Regions from separate parts of the Zea mays genome. Here region 1 is linked to region 2. A link is a contact called in public Hi-C data. All regions are on one chromosome and are shown on one strand. Each heading gives the region's core, a stretch centred on a gene start, on an enhancer-like site or on the middle of the called end of the contact. The rest is flanking DNA. Distances are from core to core; before and after follow the strand shown. Region 1 holds the start of LOC100280867. Region 2 holds the start of LOC103654223 (pentatricopeptide repeat-containing protein, chloroplastic-like).

Region 1 (6,804 bases), core at 3,668-6,167, 170 kb before region 2:
CGTGACTTTGTGGACCGTGCTTTTGTGGGCCTGTGCCGGGCCGGACCAGGCCGGCCCACATGTACATGTATACACGGTAGTGGGCAGAAGTTACGGCAGAGGAACACATTGCTATATCAGGGGGTACTTTGAGGGAACGAGAGATCTACACCTACATCTCTCACTAGGTGCCCTCTTGACTCGAGGCACCCGTTAATTCATGTCACTTCTCTGGCTTTCTATATCGTGAGACTCCCCTCTTAGGCCTTGTTCGTTTGTGTTGGATTGTATCCGGAATCGTTCCAGCTAATCAAAGTTTATATAAATTAAAGAAGCAATCCAGTTAGGAATCGTTCCGACCCACCAATCCGACATAAACGAATAAGGCCTTAGGGAACTTCAATTCGCAAGAATGGTGTAAGGCCTGTTTCTAAGGCCTTTGTGCTCGGGACACTCATGATCCTAGAGCGCTCCTTGCTAGAATGGCCTGAGCATTTGGGACCTCTTTGCTCGTCGACACTCATGATGATAATGTTACTTATTTGCCTGTGTGCCTTGGGGGTATTTATGACGACACCAATACTTAGTTGCCTAAGGGCACTCATGATGATAGAAATACTTATTTATATAGAGCCCTTTTTGCCTCGAGGCATTAACGACGACATAAATAATTAGTTCCTTGGGATTATTCATCTTATGAGGTATTCATGACGACATAAATACGTAGTAGCTTGGGGCCATCTTTTGACCCCAGTTCCTTAAGGTCCCTTGTCAATTAATAGGAATGGCGAGGCTCCAAGCCTCATAGGGCCTTTCGCGGGAATGAATGGACAACCTCTCGGGGCTTTCCGTGGGAACAAGGAGGCTTTTACATTAGCTAAGTACAAAACTACCTGCAAGAGGGAAGAATATAGCTTGTCGACGCAAATGTAGCCCTCTAAGGAGGGATGCCACGTCTAAGGTCTACTTCTAACAACTCTATAACACTGGCATATCATATAAAAGCTCGGTCGGTAGGGAAAATACCACCCCCATGGTATTATATTAAGAAGAAACTCAATCGAAGCCCCGACCGAGAAAGGACACGAAAGTTAGTCCCTTGTGCAACATGACGGTCCGCCCCCTATAGACCAGATCTTTACTTGTGCTTTGATCCCTCCCAGCCCCTACACGAGGATTCGCCCGCATAGGTCAGGCCATCTCATGTGCACACAACTAGGGGAACTAGGGAATAGCCTTTTTTAACATCAGCCTAAAATTCGCTCCCACTGGAATTCAAAGTCAGAGCCTAAGGAGTACTACTCAGACCACCTAACCAACTCGACTAGAGGCCCTTCCGCCTGTCACATCATATAAAGCTTTATGAAGTCTACTTCTAACAAGCCCATAACATTGGCACATCATATAAAGCTCCGTACGACACATTAAATGTGATGTACAACAATGTCTGACAAGCGCACTATCGCCACGACTTAGGCATTAGTGTACTCAAGACCATTTTTTGGTAAGTGCGTCGACCTAATAACCATGTGTGGGCGTGCCAATGTATTGTAACGTATTATCAATTACAAGTTGCTACATTGATTATCAAATATATTGCACCGAGAGACATCGACACTATTGTCCATTAATATAACATAACATACCTACCCCTACGACAAGTTTGACATCCACTAGAGAAGGACATCCCTGACATTGGGCCACAGTTGAAGGCATGACTCTACATACACTTCACGACCAGGATAAGATCAGGGCTGTTAGGTCTTAGCTAACCAGATCTATAGTTTGATTAACTTGTAACCTCTCTCCTCCCTTGGTATATAAGAGGAGAGACCATGATAAGGAAATGCTTGAGAAGCTTGCCACCCATAACATTCAAGACACTAGAGAGCTGTTCTCTTTGGTGGACAAATGTGCATGTACGACAAAGGGTAGAACGTGGCACATTCCCCGTGAGATGTAGTCGAGGCTGCCATGCATCAGGACCTCCCGAACCGAGCACAAAAAAGGAAAAAAGGTAAGGCCCTAAGGGCCCCCAAATCAGTGCCCCAATGGGAAGCCATAGTAAGCCTGCCCGTCAGGCGAGAAGCAGCCCGACCTGATGCTCGAGAGCATCGTGAAGTACTGCCCTATGCATTAGATATCCATGGGTTTTAGGGTTTAGAGTGAGTGTAGGGAGGTCAAGGACTTGACCGAGCACTTTTAGCGGCACCTCTTCCAATTGTGCCTTGACTAGCAATGCCCCGAGCAGCGGCGCTTAGAACGTCTGCAACGACAGCAGTACCCATGGTCTTAGAAGAAGAACGACCACAACCCCAAGCCTACAAGGAATCTATTCCTAGACGAGGATGACGATGGCTTGGATTCTAGGACCTAAGAGCGAACGATGGTTTTCTATGGGAGCACCTAAGGGTTGGATTCTTGACGTGTCCTCAAGCTCCTGCATTGGTAGGTGCATGCCACAGTCATGTTGCACTATGCCGGGCCCCTTAAGTGGTCTAATGCTTCCATCTTTTATAATTCCTTTGAATGCCCTAGTAACATGGTAGACACATGGATCCTCCCTCACGTTGTCTTCCTCACCATGCATAAACATCATTAAGTGGACGCACGTCCTAGTTAACGATAAGACCAGCCTCAACATCTCGTTGATGCACAATTTCAAGGAGATGTAGATCTTGCATGCTCTTTTGTGGGGTCTCCTTGGGAATGATCCTCTCGATCAGCTCCATCAAGTTGTCGGTTACCTTTGGCACACATAAATTTCCTAACGGGCGGGATTATTCATCGTGATGCGTGGGGCGCCATCTTTGTCCATTTCCTCGAAATTTGTGAGGGTACGGCAGCTTGGGTTTAGCCTTGACATGATATCTATCCATACATAGTTCCCGAAAAGTAAACATACTTACCTGCTTCATCATGAAAAAAATACATATACTATGAAAACGAGCCAAAAAAAAAAAAGCTCCAATCATTCAAGATGACAACCTACATACGTACTCCCATGATGATGATGACATTGACATTGTCCGTGAGATCGATGGGCAGCCGTTAGATATATATAGGCACCTGTACCTTTTCTTCAAACCTAGCGAGTTACGTGTTGTATCCAAAGTGGAAGACTGCGAATGATCGATATGTACGTATTCGTGGCGTGTTATTCGTCTCGCTTGATGATCTCTAAGACCGGCTAATCAGGAACCCAAAAGACATATATTATCCGGGGGGGGGGGGGGGGGGGGGGGGGCGAGGGAGGTTGGAATTGAATGCATCCATCACCGTTGCGGTCTACATCGACCGAAAATATCTGCGGATCAGCAACCATCAGCATACAAGTATTCATGCATGTAGTGATGTTGGAGTACACAGTACACACACATTCGTTGGCGAGAAACAACTAGAAGCTAGCGGACACCAACCTCGTTGATCGGTCGGAAAAAAGGAACCAAATCCAAGGATTAGGGTCCGTTTAGTTTGCTTTGGTTACTTTAGTTCAGGAACTAAAGTTTAGTTAGGAGACTAAAATTTAGTACGTTTTTTAGTTACACTGTTTGATAATTTAAAGAGTAAATAAGACTAAAATAGAAGAAATAATCTTTAGTCCCTTTTCAAACCAAACGAAACCTTCATCATATGCCGGCTATATATGACTAAACGGGTCGGCCCGGCCCGACCCAGCACGGCCCGTGGTGGGCATGACCCGTTTTAGGCACGACCCACGAGGCTCGGCTAGTGAATCGGATCGTACCGGACGGGCTCACGTGCCGCTGTAGTGGCTCAGGCACGGCCCGTCGGCCTGGTAGTCGTGTCGGGCCGGCCCGGTAGCACGCTGACCCATCTGAGTATATTGTATAATTTAGCAAAAATATGTAGCTAAGGGGCTCGAACATGCACCCACGTGCATGAGAGACTTAAACACACCCACCTAACCATACGGCTATAATTTTATCGTGTTATATGTTGAATTATTATACTTAATATATTTAAACTATTAATTTTAAAATAAAAATATAACCGTGTCGTGCCCATGCCAACACTACGGGTCGAAATGCCAGCCCGGACACGGCACAATAGTCGTGTCGTGCGAGGCACTAATACTATGCTAGCTAGGTCCGGTCGTGTCTGGATCGTGCTTTTTCGTGTCATGTGACCTGACCCATCGTATTAATGCCAAATGATCATCTATAATGCCGGTCGAGCCCACTCGATTCGATTGGGAGGTCAATGCAATAATACATGCAATCTCCAGCCATCGTGCGGGCAAGCACCAGCAGCCATCATTCATCGATCGCGCGCAGCAGGTCAACTGACGACGCGGCTCGCCAGCCAGCCAGCGTTCCCCCACTCGCCGGGATCTCGATCCCACCACAACCCCCACTCTCCGCCCGCGTGGCCCACGGTCCACAGGAGGACGACGACCCCCGGGCCTGCACGGCGCGCGCCATGTCCTCTCCGGCTCCGATCCATCCATCCACAGCCACCCATCCTCGCCCGTCCATGTCCGTCCGACGAGCAAATGGCAAATGCCACACCGTAGCAGGGCATCGATAAGGCTACCTTTCCTTCGTCCTCACCGTCACGGCGTCGCGGCCACACCACCACCACCGGTACCACCACCACCAAGACTGGCTCGCGCGCACGACACGCTAGCCCGACGCGACCGCACGGCACTGTGGTGACCCCGCCCGGCCGTCAGTTCAGATGCAGCGGATGAAACGAAGGTTTTAGTGCGATCTCTCTCACCCAGCCGGAGATGAGGCCTGAAAGAGGGGCAAGGAACACCGGCTTTCCTTTCCGTTGCAACACAAAGGACGTACTGGTACGTGCACTCGCACCCCCGGCCACTAGCTAGCCAGGCATTACCGCACTTAACTAGCGGCGGGTCCCTCGGTCGGCCGGCTCCCTATAAAAATTAACCACCACGAGTGCCACGAAACACCTCGCACCACACCGGGCGCTCTAGTGCGAACGCTGTGCTTGGGCCTGCACTGCACCGGTCGCGCGCGGCCTGCGACTGCGAGCCGAGGAATCCAAGAAGCCGGGCCGGCCGGAGTGTCGATCGTTGTTTCCGCCGGTTGCGAGATCGGAGCCAGCAAGGACAGGTCGTCGTGGGACTAGCCATGCTGCACGCCGAGGAGAAGAAGGGGAAGGTGAAGAGAGGGTGGCTGGCGGTGCGCGTCGGGGCGGCGGAGGGCGACGGCGGCTCCCAGCGGTTCGTCATCCCCATCGCGCACCTGTACCACCCGCTGTTCCGCCGCCTGCTGGAGGCCGCGCGCGACGCCTACGGCTACGACTACTCCGCGGGCCCGCTGCGCCTGCCCTGCTCCGCCGACGAGTTCCTCCGCCTGCGCGCGCTGGTCGAGCGGGAGACGCCGCCGCACGCGGCGCCAGCGCCCGCGTCCTCGCACCGCGTGCACGAAGGCGGACACTACTCTACCCTCTCCCCGTGCACCCGCGCCAAGGTCACCTCGTGATCGATCACGGCCGGCCGGCTGGCCGACCTGCATGATCGGCTCGTCGAACTCGGCTTTCCTACGCGCGCGCGCGGCGACCGCGAAGAAGTTTCCCATGTCTGGTGGTGGTGTACTGGTATGTAGTGTAGAGATTAGTTAGCCCGGCCGTGCATGCATGGGGGTGGGTGCTTCCTCTTTGATCTCCAGTTTTGGCTGTTTGGTCTTCTCTTTTTCTGCGTTTGGTTGTGCAGGCGCATGTGCTGTGTACTAAAGAATTAACAGATGGATCAGCGTATGATTACTACCGTAGCTGAGTTAACACTCAATGCATACAGTTGCAGTTCATCATCAGTCCTGGCCACTTGGAAATCCAGCAGCTACCTGCAGGTTCTAGAAAGACAGCTGTCGGAGAGCAAATCTCCGGCCGGGTGGCGGAGTGCACCCGCCCTAAATCCTAAGATGAGGAGGGGCTTAAGCGTTTTGCTTGTTAGTTGGAAAATTGGGAAGAAACACTAGAGCACACAAGGAATTAGAGTGGTTCGGGCCGCCGGAGCGTAACACCCTACTCCAATGTGTGATGTATTGCTTGAGAGCTTGTATGAACTTGTGAGTGTCTGAGTGAGCCTGAAAGATTGAGCCTGTGTATAACGTTGCATGACTCCCCTTTTATAGTTGAAGGGCGGCATGCACAAAGGTACTGAGCCCCGACATGTGGGCCCAGAGACATAAAGAATATAGCGCTTGAAGCCATAAATGTTTGTTGCTGGGGCAATCTTCTTGTGCCCTGACGCCCGAGATCTCCGTATCCTCGGCGTGCAAGGGAAACTTCTTGTAGAAGGGATGATGAATACTGTGCGCCGCTTGACATGAGTGCACTGTTCACCAACAGACTGGTCAGGCGCGCCGTCTGCTGGGTGACCCTGACGCCATCTGCCGACAGATTGGACAAGACGCATTAAATGCTGCGAGGGCGCATCACCCGTCAGCGTAGTGGCAGGCGGCGCGTCCTCTCCGCAATAAATGCAAAGACTGCACAGCTGTATGGGCCTTACGTCAGGCTCGACCCGTTGGCTTATGTCACGGGCCACAAGCCACGCGGCCGCGGCGGGTTTTCGCCTGAGCGGGGAGCGCAGGGCAAGGTCTGGGCACGTGTCAGCACCGGACCCTTGCCTGTGTCGGGGTCCTCCCCGTACCGGGACCTTGCTGAGGCCCGGACCTCTCTCGGGGGGGGGGGGGGGGGGGGGGGAGGGCTGGGACCCACCCGGGGGACCCGGCATGTCTCCTCGGGAGCTCCGGTCTCGTACTCACAGGGGTCCGGTGTTCCTCTGCGGAGGTCCGGACCCAGCGGTGCATCCCGGGATGTATTATCCTT
Region 2 (6,829 bases), core at 3,249-5,748:
GCACACGCCTGATGGCGTTCGCAGCCTCTCCCTTGCTGCCAAGGATCATCACCCACATGTAGCGGGAGAGATCGTCGACGAGCAGCAAGAAGTAGCGTCGTCCTCCCGGTGTGGCTGGTGTCACCAGGCCACACAAGTCCCCATGCACGAGCTCGAGCCTCTCCTTGGCTCGGAAGCTCGACTGCTGGGGAAAGGAGAGTCGTCTCTGCTTTGTCAGCACGCAGACATCGCAGAATTGCTCCACATGGTCAAGGCACGGCAGGCCTCGTACCATTTCCTTGGCACTGAGCCGCTTCAGGGCCTCGAAGTTAAGGTGCCCGAAGCGCTCGTGCCACTGCCACGCCCCGTCGTCTCGACGAGCAGCAAGGCAGCAAGGTTGTGCCACCTTCACATTGAGGATGTATAACCGATTTGGACTCCTGCGTACCTTGGCAAGAAGGCGACGAGAGGGATCCCAGATCCTCATGACTCCATGCTCGACCTCCACGCGCGAACCGTTCTCATCCAGCTGTCCCAAGCTGATGATAGAGTTCCTCAACGCGGGGATGTAGTAGACTCCGGTGAGCAGCCTGTGCTCACCAGACGCGGTGGTGAAGACGACTGAGCCGGCGCCCTTGATCTCTACGCCGGAGGCATCCCCAAACTTGACGGAGCCTCGGACGCTAGAGTCAAGCTCGGTGAAGAACTCCCGTCGGCCGGTCATGTGATGAGTGGCGTCGGTGTCGAGGCACCATCCTTCGATCATGTCCTTGTTGGAGCCGTCGCCGAGGAAAGCGCGTGCTTTCGACTCATCAAGGTGGAGGAGTGCCACTGCGGCCGGTGCCGCTGGAGATGGCTCGATGCTTGCATGTGCCAGGAGCAGGGCCTCCTCCTCCGCCTCCGCCTGTGCGACGTTGGCCTGACCACGTCGTGGCTGCCGACAATCCCTGGCCCAGTGGCCAAGCTTGCCGCAGTTGTGGCAGTCGTCGTCTCGTGCCGGCTTCTTGTTGCCGACAGCGCCGCCTTGGGCACCTCCACGTGCACCACCCTCAGCATGTCCTCGCGCCCCGGCCTGGGCGCCTCCACGCGCCTTGCGCGGCTTGCCGCGTTTGCGGCCTCATGTCGAGGAGGACTTCCCCTTCTTCTTGTCACCCTGGCAGGCCTCCCACTGCTCCCGAGTGAGATGTAGCTTCCCGCCGATAGTGATAGGCCCAGAGAGAGCCTGTGGTTCGTCGCCGTCGACCACCTTGAGGCGACCAATCGCCTCTTCGATCATCATCGTGGAGAGGTCTAGCAGAGACTCGATCGAGCGAGCAATCTGCCTGTACTTCTCGGGGATGCAACGGAAGAGCTTCTCAACAGCTCTCTCCTCATCGTAGGTGTCATCGCCGAACTGCACCATCTTCTGCAACAGAGTGTTGAGGCGGAGAGCAAAGTCATCAACATCCTCACCTGGCTTGAAGGTCAGGTTCTCCCACTCCTTGCGAAGTGCCTGCAGTGTGGTCTTGCGGGCATGATCGCTGCCGATGCGGGTCGCAGCGATGGCGTCTCAGGCCTCCTTGGCAGTCCGCTTCTGGGAAAGCAAAAACTGCATCTCGGGCGGGACTGCAGCAATGAGGGCATCCAGCGCCCGCCGATCCTCGTGGTAGTCGACGTCGTCGTAACGAACTGCTTCCCACATGTGGCGAACCTGGAGCCGTACCCTCATCACCGCGGCCCACTCGACGTAGTTGGTCTTGGTGAGGGTAGGCCACCCACCGCCGGGACCGATGTCCCTGACAATGGCCTGGGCCATGCGGCGACCATGGTACCGATCTGGGGAGGGAGAACCGCGCCGCCTGTAGAGGCCGCGATCTCCATCGACTCGGTCGCAGCCGCCGGGAGCACCGCCGGCGCGTCTACGCCCGTCTGGGCTACCGCCGCGTGCGCCCCCGCCTGGAGCGCCATCAGCGCGTCGACGCCTATCCGGGCTGCCACCACGCGCGCCCCCACGGGGATGCGCGGCTGCCCACTGTGCCGCCTGCTCTCGCGCTGCTTCCCTCGCCAGCCTGAGCTCTTCGTCGGTGTTGTCGTCGACAGAAGCAGAGCTGCCAGCTCTACTGCCGCGCAGAACCTCGAGCTCTGTTGCCACCGCACGTGCAGCATCCGCCGCCTCCGCTGCTTCTACTTCCGCTCTTGCCGCTGCCAGTTCCGCCGCCGCCAACTGTGCTGCCCTCGCCGGTGTCGCTGCAGCCGCTGCTGCTGCTCGCTCGCGTTCTTGTGTCGCGGCGACCTCGGCCTCCTGCTGGCGCCGCGCATTCGAAGTGGCCGAGCGTAGGGACATGGTGGGCTAGTGAGGGGTCGCTGCGTGTGGAAGAGGCTGTCTCAGACGAAAGGCTGCTCGTCTGAGCAAGGGAGGAAGGAACAGTTGGAGCTCTTGCTGCCGACTGAGTGTGGGGAGAGGCGCGGGAATGAGATGAGCACGAGATGTTTAGACTGCAGGATAGTTTGGCTCTGATACCAATTGTAAGTAGAGGGACTCTAACTCTCATCAAGAGGATGACACTATGAGTTGGGGCAATTTTCTGTTTATTTCCTCAAACACTACACAATGTCATACCCTTAGAGGGGTTGGGAACACATATTTATAGCCCTAGGGGCTGCACTACCACACCTTCTCACACACACTACACAACAGGATTGTCCTCTAGATGCTAAAGCGACTACAGAGGACAGTCAAAAAATGACTGATGTCCTCTAGATGCTAAAGAGACTACAGAGGACAGTCAAGCTGTCCTCTAAATGCTAAAGGACTACAGAGGACAGTCAAAAGCAGGCTGTCATCTAGATGCTCAAGACTTATTCCATCACCATTCCTAAATCCATAGGCAAAGGCAAAACGCTGAACCCAGATTGCAGCCTGCAGGCATGGCATCTTCTACGTTAACGCAGTATCAGCAACTCAATCCCCATCAAAGCTGCTGCCTCCATGCACATCACAACCATACCTCGTCATCTCGTGCCAGAGCAGCCCAAGCATCTGTCCGATCTCCCCGGCCAGCGGATGGGACTGATCTCCCGACACGAACTCGTGCACGTCGCCGTCGATCTCCACGGTGCTGTGCCCCGGCCGTTTCTTCACCCCGCGCGCTTTCATCAGGCTTCGGACCTTCCCCGCGCCGTCCCACTTCCCGACGGCTGCGTAGATGTTGGAAAGCAGCACGTAGTTGGCGTCGCCCTGGGGATCCAGCTCGAAGAGGTGCTGCATCATCTGCTCGGCCATGTCCAGGTTCCCGTGCGTCCGGCAGCCTGCGAGGAGTGCCCCGAGCACCACTTCGTTGGGCCGCATCGGCATCGTCTCCACCACGTGCATCGCCTCGTCCAGGCGCCCGGCCCGGCCGAGCAGGTCGACCACGCACCCGTAGTGCTCCATCCGCGCGGCGACACCGTACTCTGTCGTCATGAGGTCGTAGTACCTCAGGCCGTGCTCCGTGAGACCGGCGTGGCTGCAAGCCGTGAGGACGCCGGTGAGCGTCACCGCGTCCGGCTTGAACCCCTGCCTCCGCATCTCCTCGAAGAGCTCGATCGCGTCTGTGCACCGGCCATTGGCTGCGAACCCGACGATCATCGAGTTCCAAGAGACCACCGTCCGCTTCCTAATGGAGCGGAACACCTGCGCCGCGAGGTTCACCTGTCCGCACCGCGCATACATGTCGATCAGCGAGTTGGCGACGCGGACATTGCGCTCCAGCCGCTGCCTGAGCACGAGCCGGTGCACCCACATCCCGAGCCCGAGCGCGCCTACCTCCGCGCACGCAGACACGACGGCGACCAACGTGATGTAGTCCGTCTCGACGCCGTCCAGCAGCATGGCGCGGAAGCAGTCGATGGCCTCGTCGTGGCGCCCGTTCTTGACGAACCCGTCGATGAGCGCCGTCCATGAGACCTTGTCCGGGCCGGGCATCCCGTCGAACACCTCGAACGCGGCGTCGACGAGGCCGTTGCGCATAAGCCCGGAGATCATGGTGTTGTAGGTGACGACGGAGCGGACCGGCATTGAGTCGAACAGCTGGAGCGCCAGATGCGGGAGGCGGGACGCGAGGTAGAACCGCGCGAGGCAGGTGGAGAGGAGGAGGTGGGAGGGGAATAGCTTGAGCGCGCGGGCGTGGAGGGTGAGGGCGAGGGGGCTGGCTAGCGGCGAGGATGGGGAGTCGGCGCAGGCGGAGAGAACGGTAAGTAGCGTGACGTCGTTGGGGGCGGGCGCGGCGGGGGAGGAGACCATAGCGCAGAGAGATGCTGCCGCCGCATGCAGGTCACCCTGTCGCGCCGCGCGCGAGATGGTAGACGTCCAGGAGACGACGTCCCGCGGCGCATGGCGCGGTGCGCGTTGGAATTCTTTCGTGGAGCGCGGAGGTGCGGGGTGGGCGAGAGACGGAGGAGCGGCCGCAGCCATAACACCGGGGTAGTTTTATCTCTCCACGAAAGTGCTTACTGATGCGCTCGCTTCGCCGCCTGTCTCCTTCAGTTCTGTCTGTCCGGGTCCCCGCCGCCTCCAGGCTCCTAGCTTCCATGACATCCTCATCCTCTCGTGCCTCGACAAACTTGCATTTCGACAAAATATCTTCAAAATTCAACAGAAACTTGCACGTGCCATTTCACATGGGTGGTTTAAGCATCTATAAAACTATTTAGGCCACAGTAGAAATAATTTGACCACTCGTTTTTAACTCCACTTATTCTGAACGAAAGCATTGGACAAACATAAGCAAGTTCTGTTGAAGAACTGATACACATAATCGATGCTGCAGGAACTAAATAATGTGTACAACTAAATAGAAATGATACATTGCGCTTCTGAGCATCCTTTTACAACATACATGCATCTGAAGGACTATATGCAAGCAAAACTTTCAATGTAGAGTGGATTCCCACTGAAGAGAAGAACTGCAACCTAGATGATTGAGAAGAGAGGGGAAGAGAAATCATCAGATAACAATCACTGTGGACAATGTCCTTGCACAAAAAGGGTCACAAAAAATCTGCAATGAAATTGCACACTGTATTATATTTCTAAGCTTCCCGATATGAAGTGCCTTGCTCTTGATATCTGTAGCAGTGCGCATAGGAGCACAACTATCAGAACCTAGCCCATCTGATATTCCACTACCAAGGAAAGGAGATATTTTGTTGTCATTCCAACAACTTTGTTTACATATCTTCAGTCCGAGGATGAAAGGAAGCCAAACAAAAAAATCTTCCCTCCTTCGCTACAATGATATACAATTCATATGTGACAAACAGAAAAAACCTTTACACCTTCGCAAAATGGGATTGAGATTACACCGGTAACCACAACCAATCTCTCAATAATCAATCCTCAATATTAATTCCACTGAATCTGGACTTCAAATATTGAACAGCAAGCTCTTTCCAGTCTGACAGAGATGCAAATGGCAGCAAACCAGCCAAGCATGGCAGAATAAGTGACACCAAAATGTAAAATGTGTATCGGCGGGCCCAATATGGCAAATGACCAGCCTTGGTCCTGTGAGTCACAGAAATAGGACCATACAGCATGTGATGTAAAAGAGATGGCCAAATATTTCCAAGTAAATGGATGGAGCAAAGGGCCTCCCAGTATATAAGCCATACATTTCCATCCCCGCCCAGTGTGTCAACACAGCAGCTTCCAAAATAACCACAAAGAACTCCCAATATCATAACATTGAATGTTACTGGCATGTTTGGTCCAGTCATTGCAGAACGCTGGAATATCAACCAACCGATTAGTAGGAGCATCAAAATTCCAAAGAATATCCTTGTTGCGGCTATCACATGGCATTTGAAAAGCAGCAAACCGGAGTTGATTGCTGACACTGAACTTGGCATCCACCAAGATGTATACTCCTGCAACAAAAGGGAGCACATGATATGAGCTTTTCATGGCACTGGAAACAACTAATTTGCATTGGAAAAATCTGGTACATACCCTTGAAATTGCTGCACAAGCTGAAGTAGCAGCAGTTATCCGCTGGTACGAATAAATATATGTTCCATATCCAAAACAGACAGACATGAGTACCACTGCAGTAAGGAGCATATCTATAAGTTTCCTGAAAAGTTCTGCATGCTTTGTATCCTCCATTTCAGTCTTGAATTTCTTCTCTTTGAATGAGGCTTTCTGAAATCCCATATGAACTTTGATCTTCTCTAACATTTGTGATTCAGAGCTCAGAGCTAACTGAGATCGACTCAATTGCAATTTTCTCATAGTAAGTCCTATTTCAAGCTCTTTGAGCTCATTTGAACGAGCTTGCTCATTCAGCGATCTCTCAAATACACTAAGGATGTGCTGACCAATTTCTGGATTAGACCTGCTACAAGTAAGATGAACCAACTGATCATTGATGCCTGTATGAAGAACAATCTGGCTATTCATTGAACTCGAGGGCATGTCAGTCTGGACATCATGTATCTGACTTTGTGAATCAGCACCACCAACCTTTATTTCAGGTAATGAATCAGCACCACCCAACTTGATTTGAGGTACAGAATCATCATCTTTGTAAGAACATTGCTCCACATCTTGCTCAAAAACAGGCGTTTCATTGATAAGGTGAATGGTTCTCAATGTACTACCAAAAGCTTTCTCAAAGTTACTCATGAAGCTATGAAATCTGTCACCATAAATCTACACCGCAAAAAAGGAATATAATAAGCTTATGAGAAGCAGAAACAGAGTAGTGAAAAAGAAACTGGCCAGCACATACATTTGTTAAGGACTCCTTCACTGCCGAGGTACACATCTGCATCCAGAATTGGTGTCAGGACATCCATGGTTTGTTCCAAATAGTAATCATTTTAGGCCTGC

The links. A called contact is a pair of places that touch in the nucleus more often than the background predicts.
Region 1: a contact with region 2 is called in a Hi-C map of ear, with 2.4 times the contacts expected there. The contact joins the promoter of LOC100280867 here to the promoter of LOC103654223 in region 2. A contact is called at or near these places in 3 of 25 Hi-C or Micro-C datasets (ear, leaf and tassel).

Annotation. Positions count from the first base shown.
Region 1 is chr4:183,220,509-183,227,312 of Zm-B73-REFERENCE-NAM-5.0, reverse strand. LOC100280867 reads left to right here and starts at 4,917. Exons shown (of 1, transcript NM_001153787.1): 1 at 4,917-5,737. The coding sequence starts at 5,100. The coding sequence ends at 5,453.
Region 2 is chr4:183,050,737-183,057,565 of Zm-B73-REFERENCE-NAM-5.0, reverse strand. LOC103654223 (pentatricopeptide repeat-containing protein, chloroplastic-like) reads right to left here and starts at 4,498. Exons shown (of 2, transcript XM_008681053.4): 1 at 3,764-4,498; 2 at 2,521-3,649. The coding sequence starts at 4,411. The coding sequence ends at 2,921. LOC100502198 reads right to left here. Exons shown (of 5, transcript NM_001363232.1): 3 at 6,729-6,764; 4 at 5,948-6,649; 5 at 5,004-5,865. The coding sequence ends at 5,329.